Linked DNA regions of Mus musculus: region 2 is linked to region 1. Evidence: chromatin contacts called from public promoter capture Hi-C data. All regions are on one chromosome and are shown on one strand. Each heading gives the region's core, a stretch centred on a gene start, on an enhancer-like site or on the middle of the called end of the contact. The rest is flanking DNA. Distances are from core to core; before and after follow the strand shown.

Region 1 (4,014 bases), core at 1,084-3,583:
GTGTTTAGAACAGGCTGCAGTGTGGTAATCTCCAAATGGGGGGACTTAATGCATTCTTTCTTCTCTCTCTCAATCTCCCTCTCCCTTTGCACCCCTCGCTCTCCTCCCCTCCTTCCTCCCTTCCTCTCTTCTCTGTGACTTTGAGATATAACTTACAATCCCATGAAATTTACTCATTGGAAGTATGTAGTTAGATATTCTTGGTGTGTGTTTAGAACTGTCTATTCTAGAACATTTTGGTCATCCTAGAAAGCAGACTCTTAGCACTAGCTACTTTCCCATCTCTCCTGTTTCCAGCCCCAGCATCTACAAATCTACTTTCTCTGTGCTTTGCCTCTTCAGGATGCTCATATGACTGGGAGTCACACAATATGCTAACTTCTGCCTCTGGAATTCTTTCTCGTTTAGTACATGCAGTATTTTTAGAATTATTCATGTTTTACCCTATTTAAGTACTTTATTCATTTGTGGGGCTGACTAAAAAACACGTTGTTTATTTATATTTGGTACTTGTACTTAAACACTGTGTGTTTTTAAGATTTATTTTTATGTATGAGTGTCTTGCCTGCGTGTATCTAAGTGCACCAAGTGTGCCTAGTGCCCACAGAGGCGAGAAGAGGGCATTGGATCCCCAGAAACTGGAGCTAGGGGTAGTTGGCTGGGCCATGTGGGTGCTAGTAATCAAACCCAGGTCCTCTGCTGAGCCACCTTGTCGTCCCCCCCCCCCCCATCCCTCCACTTCCGTTTGCTTCTCTTTTAAATGTTTGACTTAGAAGAGTTCTTTATAGATCTTTGGCTATAATTTCCTTGTCGGATACATGATTTACAGAAATTTTCTCCACTCTTTAAGTGGTCTTCAGTTTTTCTTGATACTGTCTTTTTAAACACAAAAGATTTTAATTTATGTTTTCTTTTGTCACTTGTGATTTAGATATTATATAAGAAACCATTTTCTAAACCAAAATCATAGAGATGCTTTTTAATAAGAATTTTATATTTTCAAAAGCTCTTAACCTAAGGTCTCTGATGTGCTTTGAGATGATTTTGTGTGTCTCTGACCTCTTTCTTCTGGGCATGGAGACCCGGTTGCCCAAGTGCCATTTGTGACAGATTATTCTTTGCTCATTGAATTGTCTTGACATTGTCAGAACTTGATTGGCCATAAACTTAAAGGTTCATTTTTGGACCCAGAAATCAATTCCATTAATCTATTTTGTCTGTAATCCAGTAGTGCCCTGTGGATTATTGTAACACTCGGCTTCTTGAAATGTCAAGTCTGCTGTTTGTCCAAGTGTTTTTGTAGTTGTTGGAAAAACTAAGCACAAAATAGCAGAATTGTCTAATAGCTCTGGATGCAACTGTGGTCAGCCCTTACTGAGACCATTTATTGTCCTGCCCCTTTCCAGGGATGGATAAGCAGAAAAAAAATGTTCTCTTCCACTTTATCACATTGGAGCTCAGTGTGTGTCCATTTGTGTATGTGGGCATGTGTGTGTGTGTGTGTTGATTCTTGCTGTATGTACAACTGTACTATGTAATTTCAGTAATAGTCACCTTTAGAGCCTAAGAACAGGTCAGCAAGCCCTGTTTGCTCCCCCTTAGAGATGCCAGCATTGGTTAGAGTGCATTAGCGGTGGTTCATGTGGAAACCTGTAATAGTACCCATTGACACGGGGCTGGCTGTCAGGGGAACAGGGCTTGGAAGCTTTCATTAGCATTAATTGCCTCTAATGCACCATCATTTTTGACAGTAATAAGCCAAATGGGGAGTTATTACTCTCAGCAGAAAGACCACATTTCCTGGTGTTTAAAATTTTTGGGGGTATATGTATATAGGATACACTGCAAGCAATGAAAGGGGTGGTGTGCTCTCCTGTGTAAAGCAGGCCCGGGTATTACAGTGGGCACACAGCCCCTTTCCTGTTTGAGACTAACCCCACAACACTGGTTTGAAGGAAGAGTTAACCAACTGGGACCCTACGGAGTCTTAAAACAGGCCTGCGAAAGTTATGATTTTTATTGCACACTTTGCTGTAAAAGAGTGGCATAGAAATGCTTTTTTTATGAGTGTTTCCAGAAGTCCATTTGTTGTGAGATATTTTTAGGAGCAAAGGTTTGTTTTAAGCTGTTCTGTCTACTCGCTAACAGTCCTGCAGTGTTTCTGTACAGCAGGGTGTTTTGGCAGCCTTTTAAAATAGGAAAGCAAACTCAAACTACTCAAGTTCATTCCAGTTTGCCGTTCCTTGTGTGCATTCCTTGTGTTTGTATAGTCTGGGAATGTGTGAGGTGGATTCCTTCAGAGTAAACATTCAATGGAGTCTTGATGAGCAGGCTCTGATGGCTGTGTTTCTGCTCTTGGTTAAGAAACTTGATGGCTTCCTTATGGCTATGTTTAGGATACTCTGAAAGAGCCCTGTCTGATTCTTATCTACTTGTCTGTCTCTATCTACTGAGAGAAAAAAAAGATTACTTTGAATATTAAATGTATTCTTTGACAATTTCATACATGCACACAGTGCATACAGACCCTCTCTCTTAGTCCTCTCCCACCCTTGTCAACTCCTCTCCTCTCTACAAGTCTCCCTCCTATTTTTACATTTTTGTTGTTTCTGTTTTTGCCTGTTTTGAATTTTAAAAACAGGAATTAAATATACATATAGATGTGTGGGTTTTTTTTCAAAGTACAGGAAAATAATAATGAATATGAGTCTTTCTCCATGCTCTCAGTTCAGTCATCCTCAGAGAAGTCTATCTATCATCAATAGCTTCTGGGTGCTAAGAAAAAGTAAAAGATGAGGCTGGAGAGATGACTCATGGTTTCAGAGCACTTGCTGCTCTTCCAGAAGACCTGAGTTTAGTTCCCAGCGTCCATATCTGACAGTTCACAACTGCCTATAACTGCAGCTCTTGGGGATCTGATAGCTCTGTCCTCCGAGGACAGCGTGCACACATGTGTATGGAGTAGCCACACTCAGACACATACACATAATTTAAAATAATATATTTTTAAAGTAATAGAAAAAAGCTTTCTTATTTGCCATGGAGGGATCATTTGATAAAGTTATATTTTTTGTCTTTATCCCAAGTAGAAGTGTATACCAGCCTGGCCACATGTGTTGTTCAGATTTCTTGGGCAGCATCTTTGCCTGAGCTTTCCGATTGTGTATTGTCTGATAGAAATGCCAAGAACCTCTATAGAGCTGACTTCATATAAGAGAGCCTGATCTGATGCTGAACCTGCCCTGTGTGTGGCTAGCTCTTCTATGGCTTGCTTGTGTGTGGTAGGGTGTGTGGGGGGGGGGGGGGATTTCTTTCCATAGCTTGCCTGTGTAGTGAGTTGGAGGCAGGGCTTTTAGTTCTTCCCATGCTTGCCTGTGTGTATGTTGGGGGCAGGGTTGCATTTAATTTTCTCCATGGCTTGTCCATTTGATGATTTGCTTCTCCTGCCTCTGCTGCTATAACCGTGGAGACGCCTGTCTCATTGCCAGGCAGCCATGCCAGATAGAGTGAGTGCCAGTGAGTGGCTGTGTATCCACTAGAAGAGTCCGACAGCCTCTGATCAGAACTCTTTCACATTCCCAAGTTTTCTTCAACAAAACAAAAAATTATTCAGCCAGATAACTGAAGCTGCTGTTACAAAATGGTTTTTATTGAAGCAGGAGAAAAGACTGCTAAAAGGGGTTCCTTTGCTTTTCTTGTTTTGGTCTTGATTTGAGCTGTCATACCTTGCTGTGGCACCTTAGAAAATGCCATGGCTCTTCTTCCAGTATTTGTACAGGCTGCTCTTTTCCTTGGTCCCAGCAGTTAAGCGAAACGATTGGATCTGCCAAGGATCTCTCTGTTACACTCAAGCCTGCCATGTTGAAGGATTCATGAATACATTTGCACATGTGCACAAAAATGTGCCTTGCCTTTGCATAATTTACACATTCAGACTTAGATTTTTAACATGTTTTCTGTATCTTTTAGGTATTTACATTTATTTTAGCCTAGCTTTAAAATTTATTTCCTGGC
Region 2 (4,014 bases), core at 934-3,433, 610 kb after region 1:
AAGTGACTCCATCTCCCTGAGCTTCAGTCTCCTTGACTGTGAAAGGAGGATATTAGTCTCAGGGGTCAGGAGTGTAAATGGTGGAACCCAGTGTAGTCTGGGCCACTCCAGTGATGGGCCAGGAGTCTCAATGGCCATTACTAAAGTTGTAGGTCATTCTCTTTATCCAAACCTCAGGCAGCAATTTAGAAACTTTAATTAAAGGGGGTGGGGGTGGGAGATGGAGACATCTCAGGTTCCCCTGCCTCAGGAGTCACGGATATGAATATGGTGTGTAAACTGTACTGGTATGGGGGATACAAGTGGAGCAGGTGGGTGCAATGGGAGAGTCCTGAGATGAGAGACAGAGGACTTGGACCTTGTTCAGGAAAGCCCTCCCTGGTTCTTACCTTCCAAAGCTGTAACAAGGAGGGCTGAGTTAAGGCTGCTCAGATATATGCCTGAGAGTCTGGTCTCTACTTCCTGGACCAACACACTTTTAGCATTGCCCTGCTTTAAGCAGCAAGTTCAGCCTTTCTGAGCCTCAGTTTCCTGACAATGATAGGACAGATATAGTACCTAGAGGCTGTTCTGGAAGGACCTGAGACTTCTTGTCCCTTTGCTGTGCCCTTCCCTCCAGTCTCACTCAGTCTCTGTCTCTCTGTCTGCCCCTCTTCATATTTTGAAATGTATTTATTTACTTCCAATCTGCGTTTGAAGAGGAGAACACTCGGGTCCGATCCCCGGTTCTGCCACCACAGTGTTCTGGAAAGATCTTGGATAGGAGTTTAAAGAGCCTCTGCACAGCTGGCTGATGCTGAAGAGGAGCTGTCCGTGGTGCTGAAACTGTGCCTCTAACATGCAACACCTAGCAGGGAGGGAAACTTGAGTTGATCCTGGTGACAACAGTATACTATCCACCATAATATCTGAAAGGGGCATAGGGAGACAGAATAAAGACAGCAAGCACGGTGTGTCACTCCGCTTTTTAGATCTCTCAAACTTTAGGTACTGTGAGCCGTGCTGGAAGCTGGATCCCTGCGGTGCTGTGTGTGTGGAGCGGGGATCTGTCCACGGTGCTGAACCCTCGCATCTAATCACCCCCGAGGCGCTGTCCGCGGTTCTTAAAGGATGAAACGAAAAGGGTGCTGTCCGCAATGCTGAAACAATGCCTGCCGGCGAAGGCAGAGGAGAAATGAGGGTAGGAAGAATCCTTCCCGGGGTCCGAAACCTTGCTCCGGATCTTCTCAAGACCTCGGAGAAGGCAGCCTTATGAAATAGGCTTTTCTTTAAAATAACCCCCCAACCCTCTTTTCCTGTCACAAAAGCCTCAGTTAAAGAGTCAAGGAAGGAATCAGAATTGGACTGCCACTCTTGGGAATGAAAGAGTCTTCATGGTTTACACACACAGACACACACACACACACACACACACACACACACACACTCCATCTAGACCTTTCATCTAGGGAGAGCCTTACAGTCCAGAAGGGGGCGATCCAGTTCACTGTGTAGAACCCCAACACCTCTAAGCTAGGAGCCCCACTAACTGCTGAGTCCCAGAGACAGGAACCACAATGATAACTACATTGTGTGGGCGCCACGATGTTCCCCACTTTACCCACCTAACTCCAAAGACCCCCCCCCCCCCAACCCCCGACACACACTGCTTCTGGTGGTGGCGTCTGTCCCCATTTTTCAGACGAAGAACTCGAGGACAGGAGAAACTACGCGTGATCACACGGGGACCCCAAAGCTGCCAGATCTTAAACTAGTTCACCTATGTCTCATCCCGGGTGCGCCCCCCACCCCTATTCACCTGTCCTGCACCTCGCCTGGCCCTGGCCCCAACACTACCCAGCTGGCAAAGTTGAGCGGCCCCTCCAGCGCACGGGTCTGGTGGCAGGTCGGATGTTTATCCCCAACGATCGGATTTCGACTCCCAACACCCTAGTGTTCCGCCCTGCGGGGGGTTAGGTCCCCAGGTGGCCTTCCACCCCCGGGCCTGCCCCACCCCCGCTCCCGCGCGGGAGGCCAGTTGCGAGTACCGCTTTAAAAATCCCAGCCTGGGCAAAACTTTGATGATAAATCAAGCTGCGGATCCCTCCGCCGCCGCCGGCTCAGGGCGGGGAGCGAGGGGGAGGGCGGGTGCGCGGCGGCGCGGAGTGGCCTTCCGCGCAAGCGAAGAGTCCCGCAGTCGGAGGCGGCGGGCTGGGCGTGCGCTCGCTGCCTGCAGCCGGGGCCGGGCCGGGGCCAGCAGGAGAGGGCGGCGGCGGCGCCGGGCAGGGTACGGCGGGCGCGGGCTTTGCGGGCTGCGGAGCCCCGATGTGAGGCGGCGGCGCCCCCGGCCGGAGCGCGCAGCATGGGGGCCCCGCTGGCCGCGGCGCTGGGCGCCCTCCACTACCTGGCACTTTTCCTGCAACTCGGCGGCGCCACGCGACCCGCAGGCCATGCGCCCTGGGACAACCACGTCTCCGGACACGGTGAGTTTGCGCGCAGCCCCCACGGACTTCCCCCCACTGAACCCCACCCCGGTCGCAGCCGCTCCAACTTGGCGGTCGCGGTGCTCGAACCTGCGCCGACTGATGCTATGGCCCAGAGTTCCGGGGCGCCCTCTGCTGGGACTGGGGACCCACCCTGTCTCCTATCGGGGCCAGCTCTGCGAGAAGGGGTTCCCAAGAGCACACTCGCTCTGGCCCCAGCTCGCAGAAGACCCCCTCCACGCGCGTACACACTCACACGGATACACACACCTCTGCGACCATACAGATGTCTCCAACCGCGGACACACTCAGCCACGCTCACTGCATCCCACACTCACAACTCTGCACATCCCCTCTGAGCCTCTCCTCGCTGGTAAATATACTTGTGCCCACTACGCACACGAATCAGACACTGGCTGGTGGCTCACCCTGCCAGCTGGCACTCGGGCACACACGCTTCGCTTCGCCACAACTCTTGCCTGTCTGCCTGCAGACACGGATACACATGCACGCACGCACTTGTGCACACACTTTGCCCACCCACTTCTCTCTGCCCCGATTCCTTTCTCCTTTGTGGGTTTAACGCTGAAACTGCTCCTGCATCCTCTTCATCAGGATCCATCCCTTCCACGGCCGGGAATGGTCCTGAGGGGCGCCAGATGCTGTTGCTTAAGACCTGCTAGCCTGGGTGGCAGCTTCCTTTGCCATCCATGTGGGTGGGTGGCATCCAGGGGTAGGGACAGTCTGGGGATAAGAAGGTAGGGACGGAGAGCTGGGATACACTGGAGTAGTTGAGGTCTATTCTTTCAGCTAGAGGCCAGGAGTAAAGAGGAATGTAGGGTGTTTGTCCCTGGGGGGATCATGAACCCCTTGAATCCTACAGGACACCCCCATCTCGGGGACCCCATCTCAACCTTGCCCCTAGAGGACTGAAATGTTGAACTCCAGCATTGTGGGAGCAAGGAGAAAGCAAGTGCTGCCTGCACGAGTGTCTGAAGCGCCTTTCCTCCCCACAGGAGCCCAAGTTGGCAGCAGAGTTGGGTGGTGTGGGGCAGGCAGCTGTGGAGGCTCCCTGCCCCTGAGCCATGCTGTGTGATGGGGCAGGGGTGGTTGAAACCAGAGGTGACCCTGCTTCCGTCCATCCCTTCCCTCATCAGAGGCTACAGCACACGTGCTGTGCTCTGTGTGCCCAGGCTGGGAGAGGTTTGAACAAAGGGCTGAGAACAGGATGATTTCTTTTGATGGGAGTGAGTTAAAGGTGTGCGCCAGAGCCTGGAAACCCAGGCAAGGCCTTTTACAGGTGTGCTGCACGATTGGGGTTGCTCCAGAGGGAGGGGTTTTCAAAGCCATGCTCAGAATTCCTGTGCCTAAGGGAAGCCCAGATCCCCGTATCTACATACACCTCACCTCCTCGCTATGTTGGACAAAAACCTCTCACATACCTTGATGTCCATCATGATTTCTGCTGGCCTGGCAGGAAAGGTAGAAAACAGGGAAAGGACTATTTTGATGCTCTATTCACAGAGGAGAAATCAAGTCTCAGAGAGGTGAA

What was found. Promoter capture Hi-C pulls out the DNA fragments that hold promoters and counts their contacts.
Region 2: a promoter capture Hi-C map of frontonasal cranial neural crest shows a contact between it and region 1, with 3 times the contacts expected there. The contact joins the promoter of Vstm2l here to the enhancer-like site in region 1. A contact is called at or near these places in 6 of 39 promoter capture datasets (the 3T3-L1 cell line, the C10 cell line, frontonasal cranial neural crest and 2 more).

What each region holds. Positions count from the first base shown.
Region 1 is chr2:157,304,613-157,308,626 of GRCm38.p6, forward strand. All of the region lies in intron 9 of Rpn2 (ribophorin II), which reads left to right. Among named protein-coding and RNA genes, the nearest start is that of Mroh8, 27 kb to the left of the region's middle. Within about 2 kb of position 2,334, at least 25 of the 459 cell types and tissues checked have an H3K27ac peak or open chromatin away from gene starts, as enhancers often do.
Region 2 is chr2:157,912,470-157,916,483 of GRCm38.p6, forward strand. It overlaps Vstm2l (V-set and transmembrane domain containing 2-like), which reads left to right and starts at 2,184. Exons shown (of 4, transcript NM_198627.2): 1 at 2,184-2,462. The coding sequence starts at 2,342.